Linked DNA regions of Mus musculus: all the other regions are linked to region 1. Evidence: chromatin contacts called from public ChIA-PET and HiChIP or PLAC-seq data. All regions are on one chromosome and are shown on one strand. Each heading gives the region's core, a stretch centred on a gene start, on an enhancer-like site or on the middle of the called end of the contact. The rest is flanking DNA. Distances are from core to core; before and after follow the strand shown.

Region 1 (2,580 bases), core at 35-2,534:
GATCAAACCACGTACTGTCCCAGGCGGACCCTGGACTCAGCAATCTGCCTGCCTTAGACAAATGAAACTTAGCTGGGTGGGAATCTCCTGTGATTACCACTCCCTAAATCTCTTTATCTCTGTCCTTAGTGTCTTTCTGTCAAGTGGCTCACAGCACAGCTGCTTCTGTTCCTTTAGATTCCTGAAGCCCCTCATAATTTGTATTTCATCCTTATATTTTGCATAGTTGAGAAATTGTATATTTTTTTTTAAGATTTATTTATTTATTATATGTAAGTACACTGTAGCTGTCCTCAGACACTCCAGAAGAGGGCGTCAGATCTTGTTACAGATGGTTGTGAGCCACCATGTGGTTGCTGGGATTTGAACTCTGGACCTTCAGAAGAGCAGTCGGGTGCTCTTACCCACTGAGCCATCTCACCAGCCCGAAATTGTATATTTTTGACCCATGTTTTTAGAGCTCTTTTTAAGGACTATCCTGAAGATTCCAGAATTTGCCATTTTGCTGAGACATTAGCCATATCTATGCTTCCCAGACAAACGCTGTCTCTGATTATCACGGGGTCATTAATGTTAACAGGGAGGACATTCCTCAGAGGAATGTGAAAATATGTACATTATTATACAAACAAACTCTGTGCCCACAGCAGACATTGACACTCACGGAGGCCCACGCATGCTGGTCCTGTCCCAAGGGCAGGAACCCTGTCATTCTGTCCCTACTAAGGCCATGACAGAATCACTGGTTTGCCCTGAATAAAGCGTATGTATTTATATCCACCCCAAATGAAGCAATATGAACAAGCAAGGCTCATCCCAGAGAGCTGCTTCCTTAAGGATCATTGTGGAAAGGCCTTCAGTTACTAAAGAGGTACACCTAAAACTCCAGAGGAAGGCTTTCTCTCCTCTAGACCTTCTGGTGCTTGGCTCTCCTGTTTGTCCCAGGCCACCTTCCCCTTCCTGCCAGGCTCTTAGATGCCCTGACAGGAAATATAGACCTCAGACCCCACCTCCTGCTTCCTGACTCTCTCCCCAGGAGGAACACGGGCAGCACCCAGGGTACTCAAAGAGGAGACCAGGAAGCACTGTGGACTCCCTATTTGGGACTTTGCCCTGCCTCCCCCTGGAGGAGTGTGGGAGACGCCTGGGCACATCTCAGCACAAAGGCAGGACACACAGTAGAACCTTCCCTCCTCCCGTTTCCGTCGAATTGACAGACACTGCAGCCTCTCAGAAAGCATTGCCTGCCCTGCTCACGCTCAGAGCAAAGCTCTTATGAAATAAGGCAAAGCTTTGCTTGGTATGGCAGGAGGAAGGACGGTTAGCGCCAAGACATACGTATGAGAAGATCAGTCTCCAGAGCATCAGAAAGAACACTGTTAGGTTTTGTATTACGGAGAAAACGCATGTCGGGTGACGGAACTACTTTCCTTGTTGCATCCTTAACTCGTTACTTTCCAGCCATCCTCATCATCAGTGAGTTCCTACACATCTGCCACAACATAATGAGCATCGTGGAAACAACTACCTTAGCAAAAGTAAGCTACAGAGATGATACCATTTCCTTTAAAGATAGTCCAATGCAGTCTTTGCAGAGCTCGAAAAAAAGCAATTCCAAGTATTTTTTGTGGAAACACAAAGGATCATATATAGATAAAGCAATCTTTTTTTTTTTTTTTTTTTTTTTGTTTTTTGTTTTTGGTTTTTTTCGAGACGGGGTTTCTCTGTGTAGCTGTTCTGGAACTCACTTTGTAGACCAGGCTGGCCTCGAACTCAGAAATCTGCCTGCCTCTGCCTCCCAAGTACTGGGATTAAAGACGTGCACCACCACCGCTGGGCTAGAGAAATCTTAAAGAGAAAGAACAAAGCTGCAGGTATCACACTTGAATTCAAACTATGATACAGTTTAACAGTAACAAAGAGAACCTGGTCCTGGCACAGAAAAAGACACACAGATCAACTAAACACAGTAGAGGACCCATACAGGAGTAAAACCACACAGCTAAAGCCACCTAATTTTTGACAGTCATCAAAAACATACAAAGGAGGAAAAAGAGCTTATTCAACAAATGTTACTGACAAGGCTAGACCTCTACTAACAGAAGAATGAAATTAGACCTATGCTCTCACCATGTACAAAGATCACTTCCAAGGAAATCTAAGACCTTGGTTCAAAACCTGAAGCATTGAAACCGCTAGAGGAAAACATGGAGATCACACATCAAGATAAGGGGTTTGAACAGGTCTCCAGTAACACAGGAAACAGTAACACATAGCGTTGCATGAAGTTAAAAAGTTTCTCCACAACAAAGGAAACTATCAGCAAAGTAAGCAAACAGCCCACAGAATGGGACAATACAGTTGCCAACTCTGCTTTGGATAGGGTACTAATGGCTAAAATGTATAAAGAGCTACAAAAATTCAATAGCAACACAAGCGAAGCAGCCAATCAACAAATAGGTTTATTGAGATGAATTTACTGTTCTCAAAAGGAAAAAGCACCAATAGCCACTAAGAATTCTTTTTAAATATTCAACATCAGAGAAATGCTAATTAAAACTTTGGGATAGCATCTCAGCC
Region 2 (2,580 bases), core at 53-2,552, 230 kb after region 1:
AACGGTATAGCTCTAAAATAAAACCTTTACTTCACAATTTACTGCTATACTTCCCTTTTTACCTTTTATAGTAAAGTTCTTAGGCAGACCATTTTGATATTGAGTTGAGGGAGCTCATGAGGCCTCACCCTCCCCGAAGATATATATGTAAAATTCATGATCGTTGGGGAAAGTTGGCATTTATTTATTATTATTATTATTATTATTATTATTATTATTAATTATTATTTTTACCATGAATGACACTTTATTCAGTCTTTTTCTTAACAACTGAAACTCTGGGAATTCAAAATTAACATTCTTGCCTGCGAGCTTCTTGTACACACCAGAAAAAGTTTCGACCTTGTGTTCCATGTTGCTCTGCTGTACTTTGTCTAAGTGAACTTTTATGAGCTGGTTGCCATCCGGTTTCACACGGATCCTCTTACCCACACTTTCACTTGAAAAGACTAAGTCCTCAAGGATGGCGTCGTGCACTGCTGTCAGTTTGCAGCTTCTGGGGCGCTTTTGCTTATTTTTCGTACGGCTTTTCCGGGTTGGCTTGGGCAGAATCCTCCTCTGAGCAATGAAGACTGCATGCTTCTCACTGAACATTTTCTCCAATTCACGAACTAGCCGGACTTGGATTTTCTGGAAAGATTTAAGGGGAGGAACTGGTACAAAAATTACGATAGATTTCCGACCACCACCAACTTCAATTTCCTTGGCTGCGGTGATGGTGAGTTCCTGCAGCTGCGCCTTGAGATCGGAGTTCATCTCCAGCTCGAGCTGCGCCTGAGAGATTCCAGAGTCGAACTCATCCAGCGTCTTGCCATTGAGCTTCACAATCTTGTCTCTCGAGGTGAACATGGCTTCGTCCTCACGGAGTGCCTGGCTTAGAAAGAGGGACAACTCTCACGAGAACAGCACACATCCGGGTGGCAGAAGGCATTTTCTTAAGTAGGGTAGCCATTGGTAAGTTGCTGATGCTCCTGTATTCAAAATACTCATGCTCCTTTGAGGAACTCTAATGAAACTTATTACATGATAAAAGACATGAAAGTAGATGGGGACCAGCAGGGATGAGGAAAAGAGGCAGCCGGAGTGGCAGGTGGATAAGAGATGATGACAGGGGGTGGATCTGATCAGACTACATTATATACATCTATGAAAAGGCAGCGCTGCAACCCATCGGGTATAAGTACAGCTAATATATACTAATGAAAATGAAAAAGTTGGAAGAAACATGTCTTCAGGCAGGATGTGAAAAGTGAAAGAGAAGACTCATCGACTGCCACACCTCGCACGCAGGCCCTGGTGTTGGACTACTCATGATTTCCTTCCTGTGCTCTGAGAGAAAGCTGCTAATTTTAGATTTGTCTTTATGGTCACAGTCAGTACTTATGGTTTCTTAGCTTTGTGTTGTTTTGCTTACCTTTTCCTTTTTCTGTTATACAGCTCATCAGGAATCTTCTTACTGCTCAGAGCAAAAATGGCTCATTTAAGATCACATTCCTAACATTTACTAAAGGCAAATCACAGAAACAGACACTAGCCTGTATTTTTGAGCGTAAGGGTGAATGGAATGTTTCTTCAGAGCCATGATGGGAAATCTACACATGCAAGGTGGAGAGTCACTATCTTGAGCTAGGATGACTATGAAATTAGTAAAATGGCTAAAAGGGCCCTAACGTGAAACATTAATTGGGATTTAATGGTTAACCTTGGCAGTGAGAAAGATACATAGTATCCCTCTGTCCAGCCTCTGGTAGCTCTCTGTAATTTTGCCCTAACTGTGGTATTCACAGAAGTTGTACAATCTAGTCATGAATCCGAGTCTAATTACTTTATATTAGCATCATGCTTTTTCCTCAGAGAGAGCGATGGTTTATTTTTAATCAGCTCTTATATGTTAAGTCAATAGTGTCTGCCAAGTGGGCAACAGTTGCCTTTAAAGCACATTTCTCTGCAACTGGCATAATTACCTCACACAGAGAGAAGCCTCAGCAGGACTTCATAACCTCTGGGTTTATAAAATCTAATTATGTTCAAAATACAATATTTTATTTTCACTGATCTCAGAAAGAGCCCAAACATGAACAAAGCCAGACTAACCACAGAGTAACTGGGGAGCAGTGAGGTCCTCTCTGCATCCAATCTGCCCCATGCCAGCTGTCTGAGGGAGAAGCCCCGCTTTGCTCAGTCATCATGTCACAGAGAAACGTGGGGGTATACTCTAGATAATCTTTTGGACCGGTCCACTTGACGTTAGGTAAAACCTCTATTTAGTCCGGCGGTTCAGGCTTCTCTAGGCCAAGCTCAGTCTACAGAGTGGAAGAGAGGTGCCCAGTCTGCTTCTCCATGCTGCGTCAGAAGCAGATGTAACTAAGAGTTGGGGAAAGGGAGGCCCAAACGTGCTCTCCAGTGTGTTCTCAGAAGGAAGTTTGTTTTCCTCGCCTTTACATTTTGGAATTTTGCAACTGATTGTGTTTGATAAAGAGGATAAACCACTAAAGTACATCTTTCAAAACCTCTGCGCTATTCCATAGTCATGGGCAGTCCCTCTATTTTAAAAAAGGATGATTGAAAATATAAGAAAAG
Region 3 (2,580 bases), core at 47-2,546, 160 kb after region 1:
GGGTTGACAGTCATGATTTGTGAGCCAAATCAAGCCTGTTGTACAATAGCAAACAATAATAATAGCTTTGCATTTTAAAAAGGTTATAAAATGAGAAATATAATTTTTAGTTACACATTGGAAATTTGTAATATCCAAATGTTGATATTCATAATGGATTTTTCTTGGAATGCAGCCACGTCTTTGGCTGATGCCAGTGACTGCTCAGAAACATTAGTAACAACTTTTACTAATTGCAGAGACTATACAATATACAAAGCTACAAGTATTAGCTCTCTGTATCTGCAGATACACTGTTTGCAAACTCCCAAGCTTCACTGTGATGAAAGGTCTGAGATGTTAGAATAACTCTACACTTTGATTGTTCACATCCATCTTAATGGTGATAATAGTTAGTTAGTATATGATAATAGTATAACATATGATAGTATAACATATGAATGGATGAATGAAATGAATTAATGAATTAATGAATTTCCTAGCTTTTCGACGTGAGGAAGTGCGGCTTTAATGGACCTCTGAATCTCTCTCTTGGACATCTTTTATTCACCTGCATTGTCACCATGAAATGAAGCACTTCTTTGACACTCTGGCCTGAAGATAAGCATTCCATGCTTCCTGAGTTAACTTCCCAAATTAATGTATGGTGAGCAGAGAGCCACGTATACAGAAGAAGGCCTACTCATCATAGTGGAGCCTCCTGATAGGTGTTGTGAGTGGTGAACACACATAGATCTAGATACTTCTGAGTTCAAATTCATGAGTTTTCTCTTACTAGAAAGAAAATATAGCTTCGCTCCTAGAGTCGAGACTGCTTTGGATGGATGATGAGTTATGGACTGTTTCTCTGATTTATGGCACAGAAATTGACCTGGTTTCCTTTCTTCTCCCCTCCCTTAGTGGTCATTTCTCTGGAAGACCATGACTGGAGTCAAATTTACCAGCAAAGGAAGGGGCACACATGGAGCAAAGACAGCCTTCATGAAGGTGGGATGACACATAGCCATGCCTGGGCCACAGGGGATATCATGCTCCTTCCAGTTTTTAGAAGCTGAGGCTACAGAAAAAGAGCCATAAATCATTCACAGTTTCGGAGAGTAAAGTGCCTTACGTGTGACTAGACACTTAAAAGGGTTAAAAGGAAGAAGTGTTAGAAAAAAAATTTCACACGTTTGGGTTTGCATCAGTTGGTGTTTCAAAGGGAAACTGATGACAGAAGAGTGGTAAGGGGTGTAAACCACACAGCTTAAAGTAAGAGCAGAGTATAAGACAGCCCACAGAAAGATCAAACTGGAAAAGCAAGATGCAGGCATTGAAAGGAAGCAAGCGGGGCGAGCTGGGCCATGTTTCAGCTCTCTGAGTGCTTGTTCTGCTCTGAGCACACCAGCCCCACAGTGACTGGTGGCTTGTTTACAGCTTATTAGAGTTACTAGTTTGCCTTGGAGAGGTTTTAAATTGTCGGATAAATGCTAAGAAAATAAGAAAAGAAAATCCTTTTTGGGCACATCTAAGTTAGTCATTAATCAGTGTAAAATGACAAGGATTCATAAACCCCAAGTTTCTGTAGCTTGTAGCTCAGCCCCATGGGATGAAATTATGTAGCTTATCTAGACCTATTTACTATTTTGGATTTGAATATCAAATATGACTCATTTGAAAACTCTTACCAGCATTTTGCAAACAAAATCTAGTCCATGAGGTATTTTAAGAGAATATTACTTTACACTGGGCATGGTGGTCCTTGCCTTTAATCCCAGCATTTAGGAGGCAGAGGCAGACGTACCTCTGAGTTCGAGGCCAGCCTGGTGAATAGAGTGAATTCTAGACAGCCAGGGAAACAGACATACAGAGAAACCCTGTCTTGAAAAAAACAACATAAAAAATTACTTCAACTACATTAAATAGTGCAAAGAAAATCTCTGTGCAACAGAGGGATCATGTAGGTCAGAAAAAGAGGCATTCATCCACATGGTAGATAAATCCATTTTAAATATTTTCTTACATGGAGAAATACAGTTATTAGAAGACAAGAAGTTTATTGTTGAAACTCTGTATTGGGTATAATAGTCTCCTAGTAGGTATCAGGTCTCTTTGGGGCCTTGGATGCCACCAGCCCATTACTGTCAAGTGTCATCAGTTATGAAAGAACTTTTAAGAGGCTGGGTGTGGTGGCTCAAGCCTTTATTTAATCCCAGCACTGGGAAGTCAGAGGCTGAAGGGTGGTCTCTGAGTCTAAGACCAGCCTGGCCTACATATTTAGTTCCAGGCTAGCCAGAACTACTAGTAAGACCCTGACTCAAAACAAACAAAACCAACAAAACCAACATCTCACCCTCCCCCTACTATTAGAAGCTCAAGGAGTACAGGTCAACCACAAGGCTGCTTCTTACATATGCACACTCCACCTTTGCAAATAACGACTTAGGTGTTCACAATATTATAAAAATTCCAGCTGTGCACAGGGGTGGACATTTTTGATCACAACGTGTGGGGAGCAGAAGCAGGCAGATCATTTTGAGTTCAAGGCCACCAAAGTCTACATAGTCAGCCAAGTTCCAAGTCAGCCAGGGCTACATAGTA

What was found. ChIA-PET counts read pairs in DNA pulled down with a chosen protein or histone mark. HiChIP or PLAC-seq counts read pairs in DNA pulled down with a chosen protein or histone mark.
Region 2: a contact with region 1 is called in an RNA polymerase II ChIA-PET map of memory CD8 T cells, with 41 read pairs. The contact joins two enhancer-like sites. A contact is called at or near these places in 2 of 484 Hi-C or Micro-C datasets (CD4 T cells and nephron progenitors), 4 of 115 datasets of contacts at active chromatin or transcription factors (the 230-238 cell line, bone marrow-derived macrophages, large pre-B cells and 1 more) and 1 of 9 other capture datasets (embryonic stem cells).
Region 3: an H3K4me3 HiChIP or PLAC-seq map of the SCID.adh cell line shows a contact between it and region 1, with 2.4 times the contacts expected there. The contact joins two enhancer-like sites. A contact is called at or near these places in 2 of 484 Hi-C or Micro-C datasets (CD4 T cells and group 2 innate lymphoid cells), 3 of 115 datasets of contacts at active chromatin or transcription factors (the SCID.adh cell line, embryonic stem cells and memory CD8 T cells) and 2 of 9 other capture datasets (embryonic stem cells and liver).

The regions. Positions count from the first base shown.
Region 1 is chr6:67,182,632-67,185,211 of GRCm38.p6, forward strand. All of the region lies in intron 1 of Gm38825 (a long non-coding RNA gene), which reads right to left. Among named protein-coding and RNA genes, the nearest start is that of Gm38825, 2.8 kb to the right of the region's middle. Within about 2 kb of position 1,285, at least 53 of the 459 cell types and tissues checked have an H3K27ac peak or open chromatin away from gene starts, as enhancers often do. A contact at or near this core is called in the SCID.adh cell line and memory CD8 T cells, where this site is marked.
Region 2 is chr6:67,414,164-67,416,743 of GRCm38.p6, forward strand. It overlaps the pseudogene Gm4761. Among named protein-coding and RNA genes, the nearest start is that of Il12rb2, 39 kb to the left of the region's middle. Within about 2 kb of position 1,303, at least 35 of the 459 cell types and tissues checked have an H3K27ac peak or open chromatin away from gene starts, as enhancers often do. A contact at or near this core is called in memory CD8 T cells, where this site is marked.
Region 3 is chr6:67,346,990-67,349,569 of GRCm38.p6, forward strand. All of the region lies in intron 7 of Il12rb2 (interleukin 12 receptor, beta 2), which reads right to left. Among named protein-coding and RNA genes, the nearest start is that of Il12rb2, 28 kb to the right of the region's middle. Within about 2 kb of position 1,297, at least 37 of the 459 cell types and tissues checked have an H3K27ac peak or open chromatin away from gene starts, as enhancers often do. A contact at or near this core is called in the SCID.adh cell line, where this site is marked.